Regions from separate parts of the Mus musculus genome. Here region 1 is linked to region 2. Evidence: chromatin contacts called from public promoter capture Hi-C data. All regions are on one chromosome and are shown on one strand. The core of a region is the stretch at or near the end of the contact, and the rest is flanking DNA. Distances in the headings are between cores, read along the strand shown. Region 1 overlaps Slc20a2 (solute carrier family 20, member 2). Region 2 holds the start of Thsd1 (thrombospondin, type I, domain 1).

Region 1 (4,653 bases), core at 1,940-4,439, 340 kb before region 2:
CTCTCTCCCACCGTCAGAAGAGAACAGCGGCTCCACAGGAGAACCTCGGATGTCCTACAGAGAAAAGGCCTCTAAGATCCCCAAGCCCAGTGTCCTCGCCAGTGCCTCCCACTAACCGTGAACTTGCAGCATCCGAGCCCATCAAGCGCTCACTGGCTCTGATGCTGGCAACAAGGATTCTGCTTTTCAGGTTGCAGGGCACGGCGGGGAGGGACACCGAGTGGGACTTGATATGTATGTAGTGTACAACTCTACACCCCCACTGCCGTACGCCATCCACGCTGGTGACAGGGAAAGGCCGCTGAACAAGCTTACCAGTACCTGGTGTGGCAGCCACCTGGCTGCTGCTGGTGTCACCAGGTTCACTGTCGTGGCCCGTGGGGAGGGGACAAGCAATGGGAAGATGCAACACTGGCACGTTATCCCCTATTTCTTTGGTACTTTCCAAGTTTCTCCAATCAAAAAGGTGTACAGGAAGCAGACGGTTAAAAGTAGTTTGAGTTTACCGTTGAAGCCATTGTGACACATGACAGTAACTCAGACCCAGCTCAGGAGCGCATTCTTCAGAGAGAGCACTTGTGAACACCTGTCCCAGGGTTGTGCAGTCACTCAAGGGCCTGGGCACTCGCCCAGGTTTGCATTAAGTATACTGTATCTCACTTATATTACAGTGTATTTAAAAAAGGATTTTATACTCTACACTTGCCACCACTGAAATCATTATATACAATTAACAGAGTCTTGCGGTCTAGGCAATGCCTCTGCTTTCGTTCTTAGTTTGCTGGAGATAAATGCTACCTATTCTAGGTACACAATACACATCTACTGTAAGTAACCGCACCACATCATGCCATCACAGCATCAGCTCGATGTATGCTACTATGTACAGTAGGTAGGTTAATTCTGGAAGATGAGCTGTGGCCTGGGTAAGCAGGGCCGGCACGAAGCCATCTGGAAGGCGTGTGGAAGGGTGTGCATGTGTCAGGGAAAGCAAGGGTGGGAGGTGTGAGTATCTTAGCCACGTCAGAACATCCCTCCAGCCGTCTACCGACTGGAAGAAAAGAGACCACATATGTACATGAGGAGAGCCATGATAGCAGCACTGAAGAGTCCAGCCACGGGCACAGTCACGAACCAGGCAACAAAAATGTTCCGGAAGAGGCGCCAGTCCACAGCCTTCCGCGAGCGGATCCAGCCCACAGCTACCACGGAGCCCACCTGGAGGAGCAGAGACATGGCAGTAGGAGTAAGGTCTACTTTAAAGGACGACGCAGAGGAGAGGAGACTTTCACAAACACCGACTTTTAGTTGTTTAAGACATCATCAGCCTGTATCATGTGACCCGAGCCCCACATTTGTTTTCTATGGAGATCATTTTATAGTTTTCATAATTTATGCTCTCACCCTGGTTTCTCTCTGTAAAGTTCTGAGAACATTTCTGCCGGGCTGCGTTTGAGGACTGAAACTCTTCTCCAGTCGTGCAGCATAGCACGCTCCCTACCACATCTTCCTTTCTACCTGTCAGCAGATGCTTGAGTCTTTGCCAGATACGATCCTCCTTCAGTTTTTAAATAACTGGGTTCATATTTATTTACTGCACGCGGGTGTGTGCACGCCACAGCACATGTGTGGAGACCAGAGGACCACTTCAGTCCTAGCACTCAGGATGTCCGGCTTGGTGGCAAACACCTTTCCCCCATCGAAGCCACCTCGAGAGCCTTGTTTCCTACTAGAATTATTGTAAAATCACTGTGCCCCCCTGCAGCTATGCAGGTTCCGCGAGTGCTGCCCCCATTTGACACACTTTCTAATCAAGCTGGAGGTTTCTGTACTTTCATTTGGATGTGGGCAGTTTCTCTCTGTTAGTTGTCTGGCCTTGCTGCACACACCGTCCCACTGTGGTCCTGCGCGCAGGACCTGCTCATACCAACAGCTCTTCCTTGTACTACTTATTGTATCACGGAAACAGAATTGACTATGTGCTCAGTGCAGGCACCTTGGTAACAGTAACATACATATTTATTAAGGTCTTATACAAATTAGATATAAATATCTTAATAAAATATCCCTATTATGCTATAAATATCGAGCAAGTTATAATTCAAGGTGAAAAATTAAAGTTTGATTTTATTTTACTTTACTTAATAACTAATTAATTTTTTTGAGACAGGGGTCTCACTATGTAGCTCAGGCTGGCCTGGAACTTGCTGTGTAGCCCAGGTTGGCCTCACACTCAAGAGATTCTGCCCTCCCTCTGGTTCTTGAGCCCTAGTGCACCACCATGCCCGACTTGAGAGTTAAGTTTGAAAGTTAGTATATGCACCTATGTGCACATAATGGTTTTACTGTGACATTTCCACATAACACAGGGTCTTCATGTTCTCTGCTATCCTTTCACTGGCCTCCATATTCCTAATCAAGTCTCCTTCCAGAGAGGCTGGAATTGCTAGGCAGGAGTTCCTCTCCATGTGACTTATATTCCATTACTGTGGAGAAGATGGCTAATAGGTGACAACAGCTAGGGAAGCCGGGCAGGTGTGACTGTTTATGCCTACAAAATGGCGGAAAGTGGGCAGCTGAGATGGCCCGGTGGGTAAAGGTGCTCACCCACACAGCTGCCACCTAAGGCTGATGAGCTGAGTTCAACCCTGGGACCCACCCACATGGTGACCACCGCATGAATGTCGTGCGCACACACACACAGTGAATGAGTAAATGGGAAATTGAGAAGCTAGCTGCCTTTTCCTTGGCACAGAGTAAGCGTGGAGAACAGGGAGATGGCTATCCTCATAGGCCACCCTGTTTTTTGTTAAGTATTTCAGTGAACCCGTGCTTCTTTGGTAATTTGTATTCATTTTTTTGTGGCACTATTGGCTGAACTCAGGATCTCAGTTGTGCTAGGGACACACGCTATCATTATGAGCCGCCCAAGAACCTTTCATTATTTTAAAACCTCCCGACATTGGAGCAGTCCCCGTGGGTGAGCAGTGGGGGTGCCAGTCTCTGCTGGCCTTCCTCCTGTGTACGAGGGAGGGGAACAGCAGAGCACCATGCCAGCCCTGGGTGGGAATGCTTCTTAACCTCTCTCTGCCTCCATTCCCTCATCTGTGAGGCTGGGCAAGTGCTATCTCAACCGTCCTTGCAGTTTGTGAGTGGGTCAACGTCCCGTTGCACTTCCAGCGGTGCCCAGTGGGGGTCGCCTCATACATCAGAGTCAGGTTGGTTGGTATGGTGATGTCTACTGATTGATTACAATTAGGAGGACCCTGTGAACAACTGGACATAATACACCATACCAGCATCAGGAGCTACCTCCTGACCCTCATTTGGAATAGACTCTAAGGCACAAGAGTCAGCCTAAGCGTCATGTGAGGGGAGAACCAGAAGCAGCCACATCTTATAATTGCTCTGAAATAATTTTTGTTTCCTTCTGTTTCTGTCCTGCTCTGAGGTCAGTTCTGCGCAGTGGCAGGAACCGGAGGGCACATCCCATGGGAACCTGCAGTCAGGCTCAGTGCACACACGACTTCAAGGGGAACTTGCAGGTGGGCACAGTGAGGGCACAGGCGAGTGGAAGCTCTCACTGGTGCTGAGGAGGCACAGCCTCAGCACCAGGTGCCTTGCTGGGGACCGGGAAGGATTAGAGGCGGGTGCTAGGGAAACAAACAGGCCTGGCTGTCCCACACCAACCACACGGTGTAGCTGCTTCTTTTCAGACCGACCTGCCACCCCTCAGAATGGCAGTCTCTGGCTGGCAGGGGCCTACCTTGCAGTGCGTGGTGCTGACAGGAAGCCCGATGTTGGAGGCAATCACCACGGTGAAGGCAGAGGCCAGCTCAATAGTGAAGCCACTGTGTGGGGGGGACAGGAAGACAACGTCACAGGAGCTCTTTGTGTGGCCTTGCCGACACCCCGTGGCTGCAGAAGTCTTGCCAGAACATTCTGTAAGCTGGTTGTGGACGGCTGCCTGAGCCAGATGACCATTAGGAGAACAAGACTCTGTTGCTCGCAGCAGGGCAGCGGGCTGTGCAGCTGACGCCCATGACCTTGTTTTCCTAGCATGTTTTCCAACCTGAAGTGTGCAACTGGGTCAGAAATTCCTGCTGTGCAGTAAGATGATAAATTACTCATTTCTACTGGGGCAAAGGAAAGACTAGGTGCTTGTTTTAAACAACGTGTGAACGTATTACAAAAAAGCAATCTTCAGATGACCAATTTAGCAATCTTCAGATAACAAATTTTTTTCAATCTAGTCTTCTAAAATAACCTTTTGTTAGGATGGATCTTAAGGATGGGGAACTGAAAATTGGAAACCAAAGGGAACAGAAATCCCTAAAATAAGTTTAAAAAAGAAACACGGAGAAAAAAAGATTTCCTACAACAGATAGTTCTGAAGTTTAGTTGTATTCTGTCAGCTGAGATCTGCTAGCTAACCTTGAGCCACACAGCCACAGGCTGCTCCACAGGATGACTAACATGACATCTCAGATGTGCATGCCCTGTCCTAAGGACCCTGGAGGATGGCAGGTCTCAGGGCTTGACTATCTGGGGTTAGGCAGGGGCCACGTTTTGGAGTTTGTGCCCCCAAAGGCCCGTATGTCAAAGTGTGGTCCATGGGATGTTGTGAGACTCTTTGGGAAGTGATATAATCTT
Region 2 (5,114 bases), core at 1,226-3,725:
GGACCCCTGTGAGTATGAATGTGAATGTGTGTGTCTCTTTGTCTCTGTGCATTTCTTGTTCTTTTTCTCTGGTTCTTTTTCCTGTTTGGTTATTTTGTTATATGTTGATTTGTTTTTCTTACATGTTATTTTATTATTATTCCTTAGTTGCCTGTTTTCTAATGAGAGACAGAAAGGGTGTAGTAGATCTGGATGGGAGGGGAGGTAGGGAGGAGGAACTGGGAGGAGCAGGGAAGAGGAAACTGTAATCAGGATACATTGTATGAGGGGAAAATATCTATTTTCAATAAAAGAAAAAATGTTTTTAATTTTTAACAAAATGAGAAACAAAACAAAACAATAGACACTCAGTATATTACAACTTTATGTGAACTCTATCTGGCCTTGCTTTTCTTGTTTGGGTAGTCTATGGAGAAAACAGACAAATAAAAATTACCTTCCCCTGTCAGCCTTCCAATGAGTGGTGCTGATATGCATCAGGGGATGGTTGATTCATGCAGCAATCTTCCCAGACCACGTAGGTGGGCAAGGGAAGACCTTACTGGCCTGAGGTTCATGGTGAATTGTAGGAAGGGATACTGTACCTGGATAGAAATACTAGAGTACTACAGAATAAGCCTTGGGTCGCTTAAAGGTAGTTTCTTTGTACTAGAATCTAGTAATCCAACTGCTCTATTAAGCATAACCAAAAAATATGCTTTCTTAATGCTTACTGTCCCTTGTTATTCATAGATAACAGTTTCTTTGTGGCCTCATGTGGGCCACGAAAGCTCTCTACCACTGAAGCGCATCTCTACCCGTGTATAACTTTGCAAACACAGACTCCATACCTTCTGATAGAAGACAGAATTAACAGAGTTAAGCAGGCAGATTGAAACAAGCCACCACTCAGTGGGAAGGAAGCTGGTGTGTCTCTATTAGCTTTTGTTCAGTAAGAGCTAGGAGAACAAAGGAAACTCTGCACTTCCTGAAAACGAAGGGGTGGGGGTTGCAGCTTAACTATGCAGATGATTGGCCTCCCTTCCTTTCCTCAGCGCATCAAAAAAGGAAATTCTGTTTTAGTGGAAGTCGCCTTGGATTTGATCTAATCATTACCTTGAATTTGGATGGGGAACACGACTTTAAGACTTCAGATGAAAGACTCAGAGGAAGCATCCCATGGTGGCCCCAGCATCTGTAGCTCCCCCCAAAATCTGAGGCAGGAGGATGGCTTAAGCCTAGGAGTCTGAGACCAGCCTAGACAACATAATAGGACACCACCTAGCAGCGGCCTCCGGAAAGGTGAACTCAGCTTTCTTGGATGGCTTGCTTCTCGGAGATAATATTCTTCTTAAAACTCTTTCTCATCACTGATTCTGTGATTGCATTTTCTTGCTTATGAAGATGGGTGGTTAAATACAGACCTGTGTGATGATCTGTACTTAGAGCTGGACAGAGATGGAATTATAGAACGCAGTCTACCTGAGCATTAGGGCATGCACTATGATGATGATTATAATAAGCCTCTAAAATGGGAGGGGGCACTACTGATTATTACCTTTTTTCACCACGTCCCCAATTCCCTGAGTAGTTGCTGAGTAAAATGTTTGGTGCTGAGAATCATTTTAAGAAAGTAGGAAAGTGGGAACATTTTCAAGATGTTTGAAATGCTTTGTATAGGGCTTGGGTGGTAGAGGACTTGCCTAGCATGTGAGAGACCCTGGGTTTGAACCTTTGGAGCTAAGAAAAACAGTAAAAGTCCCAGCCGAGAAAGTGGAGAAAAGTGTGTGTGGATATTCTCAATGGCTAACAGAATCACCCCCTCCCCCCCTTAAAGCCAAGCTTTTCAGAAAGCAGCTAAATGATTCATAGCCGACAACAAAGGAAAATTAATTTATATCCACAGGACATCGTTAAAGAATAAAAGGAGGAAAATAAAAGAATAGAAGGAGAAACAAAGTAATTTCACAAGCAAGGCTTCTGTGTATAGATCCAGGAATAATGTCTGTTAGGAGGCAATCTGGATCCCAGAGCTGCGCTTCTGAACAAGCTTTCTCTATCCCAACCATGGGGTGAGCTGTGCGTCCCCCGTGAAGCCCTGCTCTCCTACCAACTCACTTTCCAGAGGTGCTTCAAGTTCCCGGGTGCAAACCCAGTCCAGTGGTAGTCAGCATAAAACTTGTTACTGAGGTCATTGCTTATTGTTAGTATCCCAGAAAGAGACTTTTGGAAAGCCACAAACGTATGTCGCAACGTTGAGTTTCCAAAGGTTCCAATCTGAACTCCTGCCTTTGAGAGTCCCGTCATTCGGCCACGCCTGCGCCAGGTGCCCGCCCTGGTGGTGGGCCACCTGAGCTTCGGATCCTTACCTCGGGTCGGGTCTGTCTGGCACGGCGGAAGTGAGAGGGGAGCCTCAGCGGCCACAGGGTGACTGACCGAGCATCTCCCGTCCCGCAGCTGCACGCCCGCCCGGGTCCAGAGCTCCGGCACGCTCCCAGGCTGCCGGGACCACGCCCCGAGGCGGGCTCTCAGAGGGCGGGGGTCAAGCGCAAGAGGTCCGCCCCGCTCCCACTCCTGGGCAGCGCATCTTCCTTTCCTGCCCGCCCCTAGCTTGCCCTGTGGAGAGGAAACCTGCAGGAAACTCTGGGTCCAGAGGCCCTGCTAGGAGGTGTGGTCGCTGCTAGTGCAGCACGTATTTACACCCACAGTCCACTTCCCGCTGCAAAGACCCAGTGCTTTAAGAGAGAGCCAGCAGCCTTGCACTTAAACCATTCACTTCTCCCCCATGTCATTTTCTTTTGGAGGGTGATCACAAGAAGAGCCAAAAAGTGGTATGGGTAATTTCTAAACTTGCTCCCCCAAATGTCACTGGAGTTTGAAAGGAATATACTTCAGATAAAGCGCATTTTCCTTTCTCTTCCTCTGGAGCAAAACTTGGTTAATTAAACATTTTAAAAATAAACATTTAAAAAAGTCTATTCTACAAGTATTTTCTTTCTGAAAGAACCGGAGGCTACGTTTCACGTGGTTTAACAGCTGCACTTGCCATCCAGCGCTGTGCAGTGAGCTTTCTTTTGCGTGTAACAACCACTTAACAGACAAATTTAGTAATAGAAATCAGCATAGCCTCTAGATGGCCAGCACCCAGCAAGAGGTACCAGGAAACTCTCGAGGAGTGAAGCATGTTAGGACCGAGTTGTGTGGATTTACTGTGCATGTGTCAGACCCATGAGACTGGATGTGGGGCATGTGCCTGTAATCTCAGGAACTGGGGAAACAGGATTTCACATACCTGGTCAGCCTGGACTGTACAAACGAGAGCCTGTTCCTGGAGGCAGACTGTGGGCGAGGCACTACATACAGAGCAGCAGCGGAGCTCTTGCTTAGCAAGTTGGTGAGGGGGAGCCAATGGTTGGCTTGTAAATTTCGCCTCAAGTTTGGAGATTATGCCAGTTGCAGAAAGTTGATCTTAAAAGACAGCGCAGTCACTTAGATGCCATCAAAGGTCAAGTTTTTCTAGGGAGTAATCAACCAAGTGACCAAGGAAGTTCTCACTGCCGTCAATACGATCTGCTCTGTCATTCATCAGCTCAAGGTAGGATCCCTTTCAAATTCGTGCCTGCCATATGAACATCAGATAGTTCCTGGGACTATTGGTTTTGAAAACAAAAAACAAAATGCAATTTAAAAAAATCTCAATGGAAGCGCCTGTGTAGAGTTCAGCGGGTAAAGTCTTATGGTCGCACTTGGTGATTCCAGGTAGCCCTGAGTTGCCCAATCCCAGCTTTCCTCTGCAATAAAAGGAATATAGCAGTTAAAGTTTTGTGGGGAGTCAGTGAAACACAAAAGGCACCTTGCTCTGTATTAACCTTCCCAAGGACACTCTCACCAAAAAAAGGTCACTTTTTGGTTGTGAGACTTAAATCTTACATGCATTTTAAAAATAGCAGCCTTGTCTCCTGAGAGGCTCTGCAGTGCCTGACAAATACAGAGGTGGATGCTCACAACCATCCATTGGACGGAGCACGGGGTCCCCAATGAAGGAGCTAGAGAAAGTACCCAAGGAGCGGAAGGGGTCTGCAACCCTATAGGAAGAACAATATGAACTAACCAGTACCCTCCAGAGTTCTCTGGGACTAAACCACCAACCAAAGAAAACACATGGTTGGGACTCATGGCTCTAGCCGCATATGTAGCAGAGGATGGTCTAGTCGGTTATCAATGGGAGGAGAGGCCTTTGGTCCTGTGAAGGTTCTATACCCCAGTGTAGGGGAATGCCAGGGCCAGGAAGCGGGATTGGGTGGGTTGGTGAGCAGGGAGAGGGGGAAAGGGGTGGGGGTTTTCAGAGGGGAAACCAGGAAAGGGGATAACATTTGAAATGTTAAAAAAACAAAATGTAATAAAAAATCCTTTAAAAAATGTATCAGCCTTATTGAAATGTCTCATCATTTTAAATTATAGTTCATGAGAAACTGACTATCCTGGCTAGTTTTATGTCATCTTAACACAAGCTAGAGTCATCTGAAACCTCAATTAAAAAAAAATGCTTCCATAAAAATCACACTATAGGCAAGCCTATATAGCTCATTTCCTTAATTAGTGATTGATGGGCCCATTGTGGGTGGGGCTATCCCTAGGCTGATGGGTCTGGGTACTATGAAACAGCAGACTGAGCAAGCCAGTAAGCAGCACCCTCCGTGGCTTTGCATCAGCTCCTGCCTCCAGATTCCTGCTATGATTTACCTCAGTGATGGACTGTACTGAAATAAGCCCTTTTCTTCCCACACTGCTTTTGGTCATGGCAATAGAAACACCAACAAAGACCCTGTATTACTGTCTTTATGAGACAAACATGATATAAATCTTTTCTGAAATAAAGGTAACATCAGAGGAAGGACAGTGGTAGGACCTCAGGACTGAACTCAAACTGGCTTTCACCATACACTGAATGCTGGCTAGGAAGATAGCTCAGTGGAAGCGCACTTAACCTAGCATGTGCAGGGCCAAGTTCCCCTACTCACTGAACTCTTTGTGAGTCAGCGAATATTCTAGTGACCTGTGCAACTATAAAATGTATACTCTTAATAACCACCTGTATACAAATGTTCTTTACTTTAATAAGCAATGATCTGGAA

The links. Promoter capture Hi-C pulls out the DNA fragments that hold promoters and counts their contacts.
Region 1: a promoter capture Hi-C map of neural stem cells shows a contact between it and region 2. The contact joins the enhancer-like site here to the promoter of Thsd1 in region 2. A contact is called at or near these places in 10 of 39 promoter capture datasets (the 3T3-L1 cell line, the C10 cell line, the HPC-7 cell line and 6 more), 3 of 484 Hi-C or Micro-C datasets (bone marrow-derived macrophages and embryonic stem cells) and 2 of 9 other capture datasets (embryonic stem cells and liver).

The regions. Positions count from the first base shown.
Region 1 is chr8:22,564,812-22,569,464 of GRCm38.p6, reverse strand. Slc20a2 (solute carrier family 20, member 2) reads right to left here. Exons shown (of 11, transcript NM_011394.3): 10 at 3,767-3,851; 11 at 1-1,218. The coding sequence ends at 1,045. Among named protein-coding and RNA genes, the nearest start is that of Vdac3, 27 kb to the left of the region's middle. Within about 2 kb of position 3,189, at least 75 of the 459 cell types and tissues checked have an H3K27ac peak or open chromatin away from gene starts, as enhancers often do. A contact at or near this core is called in liver and neural stem cells, where this site is marked.
Region 2 is chr8:22,224,664-22,229,777 of GRCm38.p6, reverse strand. It overlaps Thsd1 (thrombospondin, type I, domain 1), which reads right to left and starts at 2,475. Exons shown (of 5, transcript NM_019576.2): 1 at 2,349-2,475.